Regions from separate parts of the Mus musculus genome. Here regions 2, 3, 4 and 5 are each linked to region 1. A link is a contact called in public Hi-C and HiChIP or PLAC-seq data. All regions are on one chromosome and are shown on one strand. The core of a region is the stretch at or near the end of the contact, and the rest is flanking DNA. Distances in the headings are between cores, read along the strand shown. Region 1 holds the start of Syngr2 (synaptogyrin 2). Region 2 has its middle 14 kb from the start of Gm11734. Region 3 has its middle 37 kb from the start of Gm51932. Region 4 overlaps Septin9 (septin 9). Region 5 overlaps Septin9 (septin 9).

Evidence for each region. A called contact is a pair of places that touch in the nucleus more often than the background predicts. HiChIP or PLAC-seq counts read pairs in DNA pulled down with a chosen protein or histone mark.
Region 2: a FOXA1 HiChIP or PLAC-seq map of pancreatic cancer cells shows a contact between it and region 1. The contact joins the enhancer-like site here to the promoter of Syngr2 in region 1. A contact is called at or near these places in 1 of 39 promoter capture datasets (hippocampal neurons), 3 of 484 Hi-C or Micro-C datasets (embryonic stem cells, muscle stem cells and myocytes), 2 of 115 datasets of contacts at active chromatin or transcription factors (embryonic stem cells and pancreatic cancer cells) and 1 of 9 other capture datasets (adipose tissue).
Region 3: a Hi-C map of ganglionic eminence shows a contact between it and region 1, with 4 times the contacts expected there. The contact joins the enhancer-like site here to the promoter of Syngr2 in region 1. A contact is called at or near these places in 22 of 39 promoter capture datasets (the 3T3-L1 cell line, 3T3-L1-derived adipocytes, the C10 cell line and 13 more), 4 of 15 datasets of contacts at CTCF or cohesin (the NIH/3T3 cell line, embryonic stem cells and large pre-B cells), 18 of 484 Hi-C or Micro-C datasets (the 3T3-L1 cell line, the C2C12 cell line, CD4 T cells and 12 more), 18 of 115 datasets of contacts at active chromatin or transcription factors (bone marrow-derived dendritic cells, craniofacial prominence, embryonic basal ganglia and 9 more) and 3 of 9 other capture datasets (adipose tissue, liver and pancreatic islet).
Region 4: an H3K4me3 HiChIP or PLAC-seq map of embryonic basal ganglia shows a contact between it and region 1, with 4 times the contacts expected there. The contact joins the enhancer-like site here to the promoter of Syngr2 in region 1. A contact is called at or near these places in 16 of 39 promoter capture datasets (the 3T3-L1 cell line, the C10 cell line, the HPC-7 cell line and 10 more), 1 of 15 datasets of contacts at CTCF or cohesin (the NIH/3T3 cell line), 2 of 484 Hi-C or Micro-C datasets (cranial neural crest and stem cell-derived motor neurons), 11 of 115 datasets of contacts at active chromatin or transcription factors (bone marrow-derived dendritic cells, craniofacial prominence, embryonic basal ganglia and 8 more) and 2 of 9 other capture datasets (adipose tissue and pancreatic islet).
Region 5: a contact with region 1 is called in an H3K4me3 HiChIP or PLAC-seq map of neural tube, with 4 times the contacts expected there. The contact joins the enhancer-like site here to the promoter of Syngr2 in region 1. A contact is called at or near these places in 1 of 484 Hi-C or Micro-C datasets (CD4 T cells), 8 of 115 datasets of contacts at active chromatin or transcription factors (double positive thymocytes, embryonic basal ganglia, embryonic forebrain and 4 more) and 4 of 9 other capture datasets (adipose tissue, embryonic stem cells, liver and 1 more).

Annotation. Positions count from the first base shown.
Region 1 is chr11:117,808,410-117,811,109 of GRCm38.p6, forward strand. Syngr2 (synaptogyrin 2) reads left to right here and starts at 1,258. Exons shown (of 4, transcript NM_009304.2): 1 at 1,258-1,394. The coding sequence starts at 1,296.
Region 2 is chr11:117,535,526-117,538,225 of GRCm38.p6, forward strand. No RefSeq gene overlaps it. Among named protein-coding and RNA genes, the nearest start is that of Gm11734, 14 kb to the left of the region's middle. Within about 2 kb of position 1,291, at least 109 of the 459 cell types and tissues checked have an H3K27ac peak or open chromatin away from gene starts, as enhancers often do. A contact at or near this core is called in adipose tissue, hippocampal neurons, muscle stem cells and 2 more, where this site is marked.
Region 3 is chr11:117,371,111-117,373,810 of GRCm38.p6, forward strand. No RefSeq gene overlaps it. Among named protein-coding and RNA genes, the nearest start is that of Gm51932, 37 kb to the left of the region's middle. Within about 2 kb of position 1,266, at least 12 of the 459 cell types and tissues checked have an H3K27ac peak or open chromatin away from gene starts, as enhancers often do. A contact at or near this core is called in ganglionic eminence, where this site is marked.
Region 4 is chr11:117,343,793-117,346,492 of GRCm38.p6, forward strand. All of the region lies in intron 2 of Septin9 (septin 9), which reads left to right. Among named protein-coding and RNA genes, the nearest start is that of Gm51932, 9.5 kb to the left of the region's middle. RefSeq lists an enhancer at 1-2,700. Within about 2 kb of position 1,284, at least 83 of the 459 cell types and tissues checked have an H3K27ac peak or open chromatin away from gene starts, as enhancers often do. A contact at or near this core is called in craniofacial prominence, embryonic basal ganglia, embryonic forebrain and 5 more, where this site is marked.
Region 5 is chr11:117,318,766-117,321,465 of GRCm38.p6, forward strand. All of the region lies in intron 2 of Septin9 (septin 9), which reads left to right. Among named protein-coding and RNA genes, the nearest start is that of Gm34065, 6.9 kb to the right of the region's middle. Within about 2 kb of position 1,431, at least 196 of the 459 cell types and tissues checked have an H3K27ac peak or open chromatin away from gene starts, as enhancers often do. A contact at or near this core is called in adipose tissue, double positive thymocytes, embryonic stem cells and 2 more, where this site is marked.

The DNA of each region.
Region 1 (2,700 bases), core at 8-2,507:
GAGAGAGAGAGAGAGAGAAAGGGAGGCTTTGTAGGAAAGTCCTGACAGCCAGTTCTCCTTCATCAAACACTCATGGCGTGTATGAACAGATTTTAGGAGGTAGCCCTGGGCTCACCTACCAGCGGCTTGTCACAGGCTCTGTTAGTGTGGGGAGGGTGCAAATAGACGCAGATAGACTGTTAGAAGGCCCAGTCTCTCTTGTGCCTACTCCTGTCTTCTCCCGAGTGGTGACCCTTCTGGTGGGGCAGGCTTCTGCCTCAGTTTCCTTATTGTCCAGCCCCCCTCATTACTGAGGTGAGTCTGTCTCATTATTCATTATCCATTGAAGTGACTGTGGTAAAGCCATCTTGTCATGACTCCATTCTGTGTCACTTCTCAGCCCTCTACACCCCTCAACAGCCATGGTCTCCTTGGGAACAAATTTGTGTTGTCAACAGAAGGATATCTGGAGGCCTCTTGGCGGCCAAGGTGAAGCCCTGGGTTGACACACGACCCCTTCCGATTAAGCATCAGGTTCCCTTTCTAAATGTTATTGGGGGACAGGGGGAGCTGGAGTCTATGACCTAGTGATCTCATTTGTTTTAATTTTTAAAATTACAATCCTCAGTATGTGTGTACTTGAGACTAGATCTCAGATAGCTCAGGGTTGTCTTGAACTCCTTATTCTCCTGCCCTCTTTCTCTTCCTGAGACAACAGCCACCAGGTACTTTGCAGCATGTGATCACGATGTCTAGAAATCTGCCCTTCAGAGCCCTTTGGCTTTCAGGCTTAGCTCCAGAGCAAAGAGTAGCCAGAACTGTGGGGGCCATAGTTATTAATTACTACAGTAGTCCAGAGGTTGGAACTGGGGGCCTCTGATGTGCTAGGCAAGAGCTTATGCCCCAGTCCTTTGGTCTGGAGCAGAATGGTGAAGTGACATCCAGGTATTTACGAGCCTGGATTCTGGATTGGTGGGATTTGGGTGTCTGGAGGGCTTATGGGAGAGGACCTTCACCAGGGCACTGTGTAAGTAAGAGTAAAGTGGGAGCCGCCTAGGATGTCTCTTCTTGGGGACTCTTTGATCCTTTCTGGATGAACTCAGTAGGACATATTTCCCAGGGGTGAGCTTTTCCTCCCCCTTCCGCACCCTGGCGCCTCCTGCGAGCTCCAAGTTTTGCTGCCAACTTCCACGAGTTTGGAGGGGCTACTTCCCGGCGGTTGGCCCCGCCCTGTCGGCGGCCGGACCCGCCCCCGTGGGCGGGGCGGGGCAATCCGGCTAGTTCCCGGCCATCCGCGGCTCGGTGGCGAAAGCGACATGGAGAGCGGGGCCTATGGCGCGGCCAACGCGGGCGGCTCCTTCGACCTGCGGCGCTTCCTGTCTCAGCCTCAGGTGGTGACGCGCCTCGTGAGCATGGTGAGTCCACCAGCGAGGACCCGGAGCCGGGCGTCCTGGCTACCAGGGCCCGTGGGGCCGCGGGCCGCAGAGCGCGACAGGTGGCGGCGGCTGCGCGTCCTGGGCCTTTCGGAGAGCGCGGGGCCCCGTGCCCCTCCGCGTCTCTGTCCCCTCCAGCCCGTGGGTTTTGTCGCCTGTTCCACTCCGGACCTTGTCTCCCCAACTCCGGGCCGGGCCCCGCCGCACCCTGGACCACTGGTCCAGGCCGCTCTGGTGCGGGACGTCCCCGAAGTTCTCCGGGGAGGCAGGCCTGTCGCCTTGTTGGCATTGGGAGGGACCGGAGAGGGGCACGGCACAGCAGGTGGCCGGCACGCCGCGGCTCCCAGCCTAGGGAATTCACCTGGAAGGGACTTTCTGCAGCCACGTGGGGTGCGAGGAGGGGGATTGGCCTGGCACTCTGAAGGAGAGTTTCCTTCCCTCTCAGAGGCTAGCAACAGGTCTGCTTTCCCACCAAATGCACTCCCTTCCCAGAAGCGGGGCGAGCCCCCTTGTACCAGGCGTGCGGGGGCAGCTTTCCATACCTTGGGATGAAAACACTGAAAACTGAGACTTTAGCTGCCAGATTGAGGGTGGCCCCACTGCGCCCAGGGGGTCTGGGCCTGGAGCCTTGGAGGTGCCCTGGCTCCCCGGAATCTCCCAGCCTAGCGGTGGAATCTAGTGACTCCGTCCTGGGTTGTACCCTGTCAGTCAGGATGGCAGTGCCAGGAGCCCTGACCCATACTCCGCGCCCAGTCCTGGAGTTCCGGCTTCATCCACAGCTGGGGGCGGGGCTTGTGACTGCCAGTTCCACAATCCTATTGAGAGCGTCCCCGCAGGATCGCTCTGGTCCTGCAAGTCTGGAGGCAGCCAGGTGCCCACAGACTCAGTTGCATCTGCCGCCTTGACGTGGGCTTGGCGGTGGCCTTAGGGTGTGGGGAGGAAGCGAAATGACTAGGACGATTCCAAAGGAGCTGCTTTCCAAACTTTGGCCAGTCTCTGCTGGTGACTTTCCCACCTCTGTCCTGGCTCCTGCGGGATCTGAGTCTGGCTGTGGATCTGACCACCCCAAGAACCTTGCTCTGAGGGGAACCGTTGTGGGGGTGGAGACTAGTAGTTCTCTGGAGGGGAGGGGCCGACGTGCCAAAGAAGCCGGAAGTCCTTGTAGGGAGAAGGCTGGCTGACTGGGGAGTCTCTTGCTTTAGGGGGAGTCTTGGAGGGAAATAGGGCAGCTGTTGAAGGGTGTTCTGGAAGATATTGGTTGATGCTGTAGAGTTGACTTGGGGCAGGG
Region 2 (2,700 bases), core at 41-2,540, 270 kb before region 1:
TAACACCAAAGGGACAGTTGGCAGCCTGAACTAGGAGGACACTGAAAGAGTGTGTGAGATGTGCTCATTGACACATCAGACATGGGGATCTGGGAAGAGCCAGCACTCTGTCCTCCACGTGGTAGCTTCAATAGCCACAGCTGGGTCTCTGTGGATCCTGGAGACAGAGCTTCTGTCAATGAGATTAACACATCTCTGGACCAGGGCAGCCCTTCAGTATCCAAGTTCCCACTGACCTCTAGCTGGCTGTCAGGACAGCCCAGGGCAGCAAAGGGAAGCCACTGCTGACTGAGACGGCAGGTCAACCCCAGCTAACTGGCTAAATAAAGCCAGAGTGGTAATAATGATTAAATTGAAGCACCTCATTAATTTCACGGGAGAGGTGGGCAAACACAAGGTGACACGTTCCCCCCAAGACTCATTGTTTGCCTGGCCCCAAGACGTCCCCACGTGATGTCTGGTTAAGTCTAATTTAAGTACGTATATTTAATGGCTCAGTAAGTAAAATTGTGGTTATTGTTTGGAGTGGTTTGTACAATAATTTATGGGCTTGGCTGGCTCATTGATGGGTGTCTATGATGAAGTGGGTGGCAGCTGTGAAGAGGGCTTCTGAGCAGCTTGGGGAAGGAGGGAAGACTGATTCAACCCCAGTGTGCAGACCAGCGAGAGAAGACTGCCCCCAACCTGGAGACACCAGGGCCTCGTGTGTGGCCTTGGACATCCCAGAAGACCCAGAGGGTCTTAGCTCTCAATAACCACAACCTGTCCTGAGTGAGCCAGGGGAGCCAGAGTGCTGGCCTACTATGTGTGAGACCCTGGGCTCAATCCCCAGCATCCTGGTAGCTCATCCCTATAATCCCAGAACCCAGGAGGGGCAAATAGAAGGATCAGAAGTTCTAAGTCCTCTTTGGTTACAGAGTAAATTTTAGGTTAGAGACCCTGCATCATAAAGAAGGAAGTGGGGAGGAAGAGGGCCAGGGGAAGGAAGGGGGAAGGAAGGGGGAGGGGAGGGGAAGAGGAGGGGGCAAGGAGAGGGAAAGAAGGAGGGAGAGGGGACAAAGAGAGGGGAGAGGAAGGGGAGGGACCAGGGAGAGGGAAAGGGGGAAGGAGCGGAGAGGGGAGGGGGAGGGGACAGGGAGGGAGGAAGGGGAAGAGGGGAGGAGGAGGAGGAGGAGCCTCTGGGATGGAGCATCATAAGCAGGCACAATTCCAGGTACTTTCCATGCACTTGTGCCTGTAGCCAGCATGATTCATCCCCACCAGCTCTGACCAGCTCTGCACTCTGCCTTGCCCTTCCAGCAGTTTCCTAGTCTCCAGCACAATCCCTGCCCTGAACACTTTTCCTGAGAGAGTCTGAGAGAGCACGGCCAACCAGTTCTGATCCAGGACCCTGGATCAGAGGTGGGCCCTGGGGTCTGTGGAGGAGGATGACGGATATCTAGTTCATCCACCTCACAAGGATGAGGCTGAAAGTGGGGTAGAAAGAGAAGCATTGTTGGCTGCCCTTGGGCTAATGCTGTCTTGGCCAATAGTGATCTGAGTCCTGGGGCTTCCTGCAGACCAAAAGAGGTGGAGTCTGATGCTGATGGGGTGGAGTCTGATGCTGATGGGGTGGAGTCTGATGCTGATGGGGTGGAGTCTGATGCTGATGGGGTGGAGTCTGATGCTGATGGGGTGATCCCTTCCAGCCTCCATGTCTAGAAGGAGCTGCTAAGGACCCCACTGAGCCCCTCCTCGGTCTGAGTCTGGCTCAGTAATACACCATTTCCATCCCTACCCTTCTCCCCACCCCTCCCCTTCCAGTGATTGTCCCTAAGAGGGTAGCTCTAAATAAGCGTGGCTACCTCTCCATTATCCACGGTGGAAGAAGCACTTTGTAGATAATCTAAAGCTATTTCCCGCTTCCAGACCAGCATTGCTGTGCCCACAAAATCCTCCCTGCTCCCCCATCCAAACGGGGACACCCGAAGGAGATGCCGGCTTGTCTGCAACTTGGCCTCAGAAAAAAATGCATTTTGCATAGCTAAGCTCAATCAGGATTCTCTGCAAAGGCCTGTGGCTGACAGTAGATGGGGCTTGGAGCGCCAATGCATCCCCTATGCCCAAAGACTGCCTAAATCACCGTTTCAATGTTGTCTCCTGTGTCTCTGTCAAGCAATCCTGCCCCTGAGAGCTCCCCCAGAGCTCTTCATTCAAAGGATAGAGGGGATATACACACACACACACACACACACACACACAGGTCCTTCTGCTAGCCACCCCTTTTTCCTGTCTCTGTCCAGTGCCGCATGACTGGCAGCATCCTCTTGGCAGCACCCTGGATCAAAACCTAGGCAAAAGTCTCGATGCCCGTGGTGGTGCATATCTATAATCCTAGAGGTAAGGTAGGAGAATCGGAAGTTCAAGGCCATCCTCAGCTACGTGATGAGGCTAGCCTGGGCTGAAGGAGACCTTGTTTCCAAACAGAAATACAACTAATAAAAGGTAAAGGGTTAAAGATCAACTTTGAAAGGGCCACTCTTGCCACAGCCTTCTGAGCCAGAACCGAGGCTGACAAGGACTGGTATGGGCGAGGGAAGAGGATTCAAGAGAGTGCTGCAGGTGGGAATGTGAGACACAGCAGCTGAGCAAAGATAGAATAGAAAAGGATGGGGCTGGAGAGATGGCTCCACAGGTAAAGGAGCTTGCGGCCAAGCCTGT
Region 3 (2,700 bases), core at 16-2,515, 440 kb before region 1:
GGAATGGGAGTCTGGTGCGGAGGAGGAAGAGGGACAAAGCCTGAGGAGGAGCCCTACAGAGGGCACCCAGTTTTTAGAAACTGTATTTGAAACAGCTTTGGGTCGAGGATGTGGCTCAGTTGGTAGAGTCCGTGCCTGAGAGTCTTGACTTGGTTCCCAGTGTTCCGTGAGTGTGACAACACATGCCTGCAGCCCCAGCACATGCCTGCAGCCCCGGCACATGCCTGCAGCCCCGGCACATGCCTGTAGCCCCAGCACATGCCTGCAGCCCCAGCACATGCCTGTAGCCCCAGCACATGCAAGTTGCAGATGGTCTGTCCTCTGGAATCATAAACCAAGTTTGAGACCTCCTTAAATTGCCTTTGGTCATTGTTGGAAACAAAAAACAGGGGGTGGGGGCCAGTGGGGCGGGGGGAGAAGTGGGGGAGGAAAAGGGGTCTAACATCCGGCCAGAGTTCCTGTGCTCTGGGCAGGCAGACACAGGCAGAGCTGCTGGACACTTTTCCATTCGGTCCCGGGTGAGCATGCCTGACCCACGCAGCAGGGGGTGGAAAAGGGGCAGCTCCTGACTGGGGATCCCAAGCTACCTTGCTAAAGCCCCAGGGCTGTAGGAGAGAGGGAATAGGGAAGGAGTTCCCAACACTGGCAAGAGAGTGCACAGCGGATCTAGATGGAACAGAGACTCTCAATAGTTTAAAAGCTTTATTATAGAAATTCAGGGGAAAGAGAGAAGATAGAGAGAGAGAGAGAAAGGCTAGAGAGAAAGAGAGAGAGAGAAAGAGAGAAAGAGAGAGAGGAGAAGACAAAGAGAAAGGGAAGAGGAGAGAGAAGTGAGAGGTAAGGGAACAAAGGAGTAAGAGAGTGAGGTGGGGGCCTAACAGCCCTTTTTATGGTCTTCACTGTTGCTAGGTAACTGAGGAGGAGTTTGGCCTGAAGGTCAGAAGCTTGGGCCATTGCTTATGTGACTACTGACCATGCTGGATCAAGTGTTTTTGGTCCCTGAGACATCTCCCTGACCTGGAATGAGGGATCCACTTGCCTCTGCTTACCAGGCCAGATGCCTTGCTTGAAATCTGTTCTTCTTTGTGGGAGGTTTTTCTTTTGTTCTATGCAGACCTTCAGCTGCTAGGGCAAAGCCTGGCTGTGTTAGAGAGGGCAGTCTGCTGCACCCGTCCTAAGCCTGCCTGTGTTAGAGAGGGCAGTCTGCTGCACCCGTCCTAAGGCAGCCTCACAGAAACACCAGGGTAAGCAAGCTCAGCTGGATATCTGGGAATCTTGTGGCCCAGTCACCAACACATAAAACAAACAATCCAACCCGCGGGGCACTTTTTAGATGTGGATGAAAGAACCCCTAATAAGCAAACACAGACCTCGGAGCTGAGTCTCAATTCCAACTCATACTCAGATCAAACAGAGCAAAGGAAAACTAGGCTGGTGGGGCCTGGAATCCAGTCCTGGGACGCTAAGGGAGGGGACTCACGAGTTGGAGGTCAGCCTGGGCTACTGTAGTCATATCGTTTTGGGAGAAGATCTCTCACCCTCAGAGCCTGAACCTTTGCCAGTCTCTGCCACCAAGCTGATAATACACTTTGGGATCATGTAAGACCATGCACTTAACCGGCTGTCCTACTATGCGCTTAATCGGCTATCCTACTGTGTGCTTGGCCAGTTTAAGTTTAACCGGCCTTTAAGAGAGCAATGTAGCTGGGTGTGGTGGCGCTAGCCTTTAATCCCAGCACTCGGGAGGCAGAGGCAGGTGGATTTCTGAGTTCGAGGCCAACCTGGTCTACAAAGTGAGTTCCAGGACAGCCAGGGCTATACAGAGAAACTCTGTCTCGAAAAGTCCCCCCCCCCGAGAGAGAGAGAGAGAGAGAGAGAGCAAGCAATGTAACCAACCTCAGCATGCCTTGGATTTCCCATGCAACCAGCCTTTATGACTGAAGCGAAATGCATGTCTTTAATCTTAAACGATGTAGTCTTCCATGCCTCTGAACCAGAATTGGTGTGTGTGTGTGTGTGTGTGTGTGTGTGTGTGTGTGTGTGTGTTCCTGCATGTGTGTGCGGTGATCATTTGCTGAAAGCAGCCAGTACGTTGAAAGCATCCTCAAAGAGGTGTGCACGTGCCTCCTGGTCTGAAATGTGGCGGCGTCCAAGGCCCCTTAGGAGCAGCCCGGGCATCCCCGTGAAGCTTCTCTCGTTTCCAGGCTCTCTCTCCCGGTTCTCCTCTAACCGCCATTTTTGTTCAGCAGATGTTCCACTGGCAGCGTCTCCTCCCCCGGGGAGCTGGAGAGGAGGGTTTCGAGTGGCTTCTGCAAAATATCTTGAAGGAGAACAATCTGCCTTCGGCAGATGAGGACTCTCCACTCGAGGTCGAGCGAGGCTCTAGCTGTGGACAGAAGGCGTGCGGGAGATCCGCAGGGCCCTCTGCCGGCTCCCAGGGCTGGCTCTCAGCACAGCCATTTCAGAGAGAGCAGAATAGCTTCCGAGTCCTGTGCTGGATGGAGAGAAAATGGCGCCTCAGCCCTCCTCCTCTTCCTCCTCCTCCTCCTCCTCCTCCTCCTCCTCCTCCTCCTCCTCCTCCTCCTCCTCCTCCTCCCCCTCCTCTTCCTTCTGAGTTGGTGCCATGCACGGTCCCCTCCTGTTCACTCCTCTGGAAAGGGCTCAGAGCTTTAAAGTGCGGCCAGGTAAACCTCCCGGCCA
Region 4 (2,700 bases), core at 34-2,533, 460 kb before region 1:
TCCATCTACCCATTCGTCCATCCACCCATCCATCCATCCATCCATCCAACCACCCATCTGTCTATCCACCTATCCATCCATCCGTTGTCCATTTGTCAGTCTGCCTGCCCACCCATCCTTACTCTCTGTTCAGGCAGCATTACATGACACTGCTTGGTCATTCATTTCAACAGTGCGTCATAGGCTGCCCTGAGGCATTTGCTCTACTTGGTTGGTTGCTTCTCCTTAGAGAACTAGGTCATGGTGTGAGGATCTTTCAACATACACTGGTGCCGAGGGATTCGTGTTCCCTGGTGGATGGCTAGAATTCTTGGGTTTCAGGATCTCCCCAGGACAGGGATCTGTAGCTGCAAGAGTGAGTGGCTCATCTCAGTTCTTCTGCCTGTCCTTGTTGGACTCCATAATACAGTCACAGGTTTCTTCTTCCTTAAGGTCCTGTGGTCACGCCCTCTTGCACCAGCCAGGACCAGCTTCTCTCTACCTGGCCCTTAAGACCCTGCCTTCAGTCTCGTCCTGTCCCATGTCATGCCCTGACCCCCACCCCCACCACAACAAAGTGAATGGGGCACCCGGAAGCCTTTGGCAGTATCAGCTGACCTAGGCAGAAAAGATCTGTATCTCTGGGGTCAGGCCTTTGTCCACGGGATTTCTGGCGGCAGGGGGTAGGAGGGTAGAGGGGTAGGGCGGGGTGTCTACTTTTTGTTATTTCAAATGATTTCATAAGTTGGGGGAACCTTTGACCATGTTTCACCCACCCCAAGCTCTGGTGTATGTCAGCAGCTGACAGCAGCTGATAGGACAGGGGTCAAGGGATTGGGAAGCAGCTCTGTCGCCTCCCCCCCCTTAGGGGACATCCCTGATAAGAGGAAATTCTTGTAATAAATGGCCAGTGTCCACAGTGGGGTGATGGAGTGGCCTCTCTCCCACCCCCTTCTTTCTCCATAGACATTTGTCAAGAGCAAAGGGAATCTGTGGCCCAGCAGCCTCGATGGCCCCTGCTGCAGTAGGACATGCCAGTGGCGTCCTGGGTAGGGCTGGATCTTCAGGTGCAGCTGTTGCTGTTGGAGATTCCTGGGGGTGGGCAGAGTCAGGGCTGCCTTCCCCGATGCTGCTATGTAATAGATGACCCCAAGGATGGGCCCAAGCAGGGTGGTCAGTGGACCCCGGAACCGGAACCGTATTTAAATCCCTGACCCAGAACTTTGGAGGGCTCTGCAGAGGCCTTAGTGTGCTGTTGGAAATCTGCTGTGGCTTTTGAGGAAATGAATGAGAAGGGCTTGCAGGTTGCAGCCTGCCCTGAGCAAAGGTTGATGTCTCAATAGGCCCAGCCTAGTGAGAAACTGCTAGCTGTAAATGAAGAACAGAAGGGGTCTCCTCGAGGGGGGTGGGGCGCCCCTGGACTTGGTCCAAGTTTGCCTCTGTGGATTGGGGCCAATTGAAACCACGTTGGCAGAAGTACAGGGCTCCTTGAGAGTCCTCCCTACAATAGAGGGGAGGTTGGGTGAGGGAAGCTTGGCAAACAGCCAAAGCAGGGACCCTACTCCCTTCTTTGGGATGCCTAGGGCCCCTGCCTCTGCACACCTCCCCACCCTGCCCTCATCGAAGGAAAGGAGGAGTGGATGGGATGAAGTCTCAAACTTCTCTGTCCGTCCCAGGCCCTTATCGGACGCAAGGTCACAAGCATCTCCCAGCAGAGAGCAGCTTGCGGAAACCACATCAGGGCAGTGTTAAGTCCCCTCTTGGAACTTGGACTGGGGAAGGCACTCCAGCTGGGAGAGGTGGGAAGCGCTCCCTTTGCAAATCCCTCTCTACTGAGGCCAAAGCCAAGGCCAAGCCTTTGTGTTGGGTTTCCAAGTGGGGGTCCGGGGGCGGTGCAGGAGGAGTCTCAGATTTCTGGCATCCATGCTTTTAACCAGACTCCAAGGAGACACTTCCTGCCCCAAACAAAGTGTGAAGTGTAATTCGATTTGACTTACTTATCAAATTAGATGAGCCATGTGCACTTTTAAAAAGTTCGGCTTTTGAAACCGGGCACATGAATTTGCAAGATTTGATCATTTATATGCAGTTTCCATCTTTGGAACAGGACAGGGAGCCTCTTGTGACATTTATGGGGAGCGCAGGGTCCTCCGGTGAGTCAGCAGGGGCCAGGGCACTGTGAAGGCAGGGTGAAGAAGATGGGGGAAGTCCCAGCTCCCCAGAAAGCAGCCTTCCACATCTCTGCCCACCCATGTGCTGACAACCTGGGTCGAGCCGCCCAGGGAGTCAGCTGCTAGAGCCTTGACCCCTCTAACGTGGGCTCCTCAGACTTATGTCCCATGCTCCTTGACTCTGTATCCCTCCTGCATTTGTCCATCTCTCCAGCCACAGAAGCTGCTGATCTAGATCATCTGTGTGGTGTGTGTGTGTGTGTGTGTGTGTGTGTGTGTGTCCATACGTGTGTGTGCGCAGATGTACAAGCAGGTGGAAACCAGAGGAATATGCTGACCTTCGTCAATCACCTTTTTTTGTGTGACAGGGTCTCTCACTGAAGGTCTGTCAGTTCAGCTTCTGGAATGCCTCTCTGTTTCCACAGCCTCCAGCTCTGGCACATAGAGTCATCATTGGCTCTTACAGGAGTACTGGGGATTTGAACTCGGGTCCTCAGTAATTCCATAACAAGTGTTTTTATCCACTGAGCCATTCTCCCAGCCTCAAGTC
Region 5 (2,700 bases), core at 181-2,680, 490 kb before region 1:
CAGGGCTTCATGGCTTGGCTCACCCTTGTCTGGGTTTGTAGATTGCAGCCAGTCAATTCCTGTTGGGCTGCACTCTCCCCTCATTGGTAGGCCGAGCCACGTGGCCACTGGAGGCAGAAATTCGAGGGCAGCTGTGTACAGTACAGGGCCAAGGCTCAGGTCCCAGAATGCCCTGGGCACCATGACTAGAACTGAAGCAGGGGAGAGAAGCGTGGGTTTGAGGAGGTCAGAGAGTCATGGTGCTATATCCTCATATCCGGACACTGGTAGCCCCAGGGGTCCCTGTGGTCTCTGACTCAGAAAGGTCACCTCTTGGAACTAAGACTAGACTCCAGCTGTGGCTGCTTCTAGAACAGGCAGAGCTCAGAGGAAGCGGGGACCTTACCTTTGGCTGCCAGACAGTTCCGGGCACCAACCGAGCCAGCTCTTCTGAGCTGCTGAGCTGAGCTGAGGTCTGTCGGATTCATGTGGCTGATAGGCATTAGAGCTTTGTGGTCCCAATGTGTTTAAGGGCCCTTTACCTACAGTAAGCACCTCCTTGAATCCATCGGCCCTGTCCTATTGGGTCTTTGCCATTATTAGTGTTTCACAGAGAAGGGATGAAGGCACAGAGAGGTCTCACGGCTGTTGGCTAAGGCAAACTGATAGTTTAAATTTGGGCCTCTTCCCTAAGCTCTGTCACTGGCTTAGTGGTGTGGGAGGTGTGTTATTGATGATTGGTTTCCTAGCTTTCTCTGCTGTGGTGGCGTGCACCTTTGCTGGGGACAGGAAGCCTTGAGGATGTGCCTTGCACGAAAGGGTTAACGAACACACACACACACACACACACACACACACACACACACAGAGAGAGAGAGAGAGAGAGAGAGAGAGAGAGAGAGAGAGACACTCATACACAGAGCTTTCCCAGGCCAGAGCCGGAACAGAGGGGCCTTATCTGCAGAGGAAGGGGTGGGTGGGATGTGGGACTCTGCAGGCTCCTCTCCACTCTCAGCTTCAGTACCTTCTGTGGGCCAGCTGTTCAGAGCTCAGTCAGAGGGCGGAGGGGGACCCAGCAATGTGGGATTCATTACTGGGTTTGGCAGAAGACTGAATCCCCTGAGGTGGGGTGGGGGTGGGACCTCCTGGAGTAGAGGTCTAGAATGGGGGAGGGGAAGGTCGTTTCCCCCACCCCCAAGTTCCCCCACCCCTTTCCTTTTCCTGCGCTTAGAGCAGCTGTCTCCACTGATGGAGTCTCTTCCCTGAAGGGGTGTGGCCTGGCCTCTTTGGCCCCTGCCACCTACAGCCTGTTGAGCTATAGTGGCCTCTTGGGTGGAGGCCGGGCGGAGGACGGAGGACAGAGGGCGGTGAGCATCAGTTCCTCTGCCTTGGGAGTAACTGAAAGCAGCACTGGGGCTAAGTGCAGAAGGCGGGGCCCACTGTGTGGGGCAGAGCTGAAGAGTGTCCCGGCTGCGTGACATGACTACACCTGCTGTTTGAGCACTTGGGAGGCCTGGATGACATAGCCCGGTCCCAGGCTGGCCAGAGTTACACAGCAAGGCACTGTGAGGAGAAAGAGAAAGCCCGAGTGTTATGAGGCCGGAGGAAGTGGGGGTGGAGGGCCTAGAAGCTGATTGTCTGTGCTGATTGAAGATAGGCTACAGGGCTAAAGCACCGTAGATGAGGCTCAGGCACACATAGGTCGTGTAAAACCACCTGTAGGAATAGGACCAGAGTGGCAAAGTAGCTTTCCAGAGGTCACACAGCTTAGCCTTGGTGCCTCACTCATACAAATGGTTCCTGTTGTAATTCAGAGCTCCTTGGCCACACCTCAGTCACCAAGCCCCAGCAAGGCCTGATGCAGAAGTGGTTGGAGCGCCAGAGGCAGAGAGAAGTGAGACCTCTGTAGTAGCCCTGAGCCTGGGGCAGAGCACAGCACTGCCCCACCCAGACCTCTGTGGGGGTGAGTGAGCAGGCTGGGAGGGGCTGGCTTGCACGCATGCACGAAACTGACTGTTCTCCCTCTCAGATGGGACCCAAGGCCTCCCTGCCTGTGAGGGGTGGGGCTTCACAATGGTTCTAATGAGGGACCTCCATAGGTCAGCAGTCACACTACTAGCAGGCCAGGTACCACCCCAGGAAAGCCTGGAATGACTCACACATCCAGAGTGGAGAATGTTTGTGAGTTTTTTTTTCCAAAAAGATATATTTTGTTTAAAATTTCATGTGTATTGGACACCACGTGCATACCTAATGCCCACAGGGGCCAAGAGAGGGCATCAGACCCCTCCTGGAACTGTGAGCCACCACAGGGGTGCTGGGAACTAAACTTGGGTCCTCAGCTCGAGTGGCTGGTGCTGGGCTGTGCCATCTCTAGCATGGAGGACTCCTTTTAAAATACTTTATTGATTTATTATTATTATTATTATTATTATTTGTGTGTCTGTGTACATCATGATGCACACATGGAGGTCAGAGGACATTTTTTCTTTTTTAATTTTTGTCCCCAAGCCCAGAGGACAATTTTGTAGAGTCATTTCTCTCTCCACCTTTATGTAGGTTCCAGGGATTGAACTCAGGTCAGCAGGCTGCTGTAGCAAGCACCATACCTACTGAGCCACCTCACTTACCAGAGAGCCTCACTGTCCCCCAGGAATATTCTCCTGCACACCTGTGGACTGACACATCTTGCCTGTGGGGCAGCCAGGCGCCTGAGAAAGC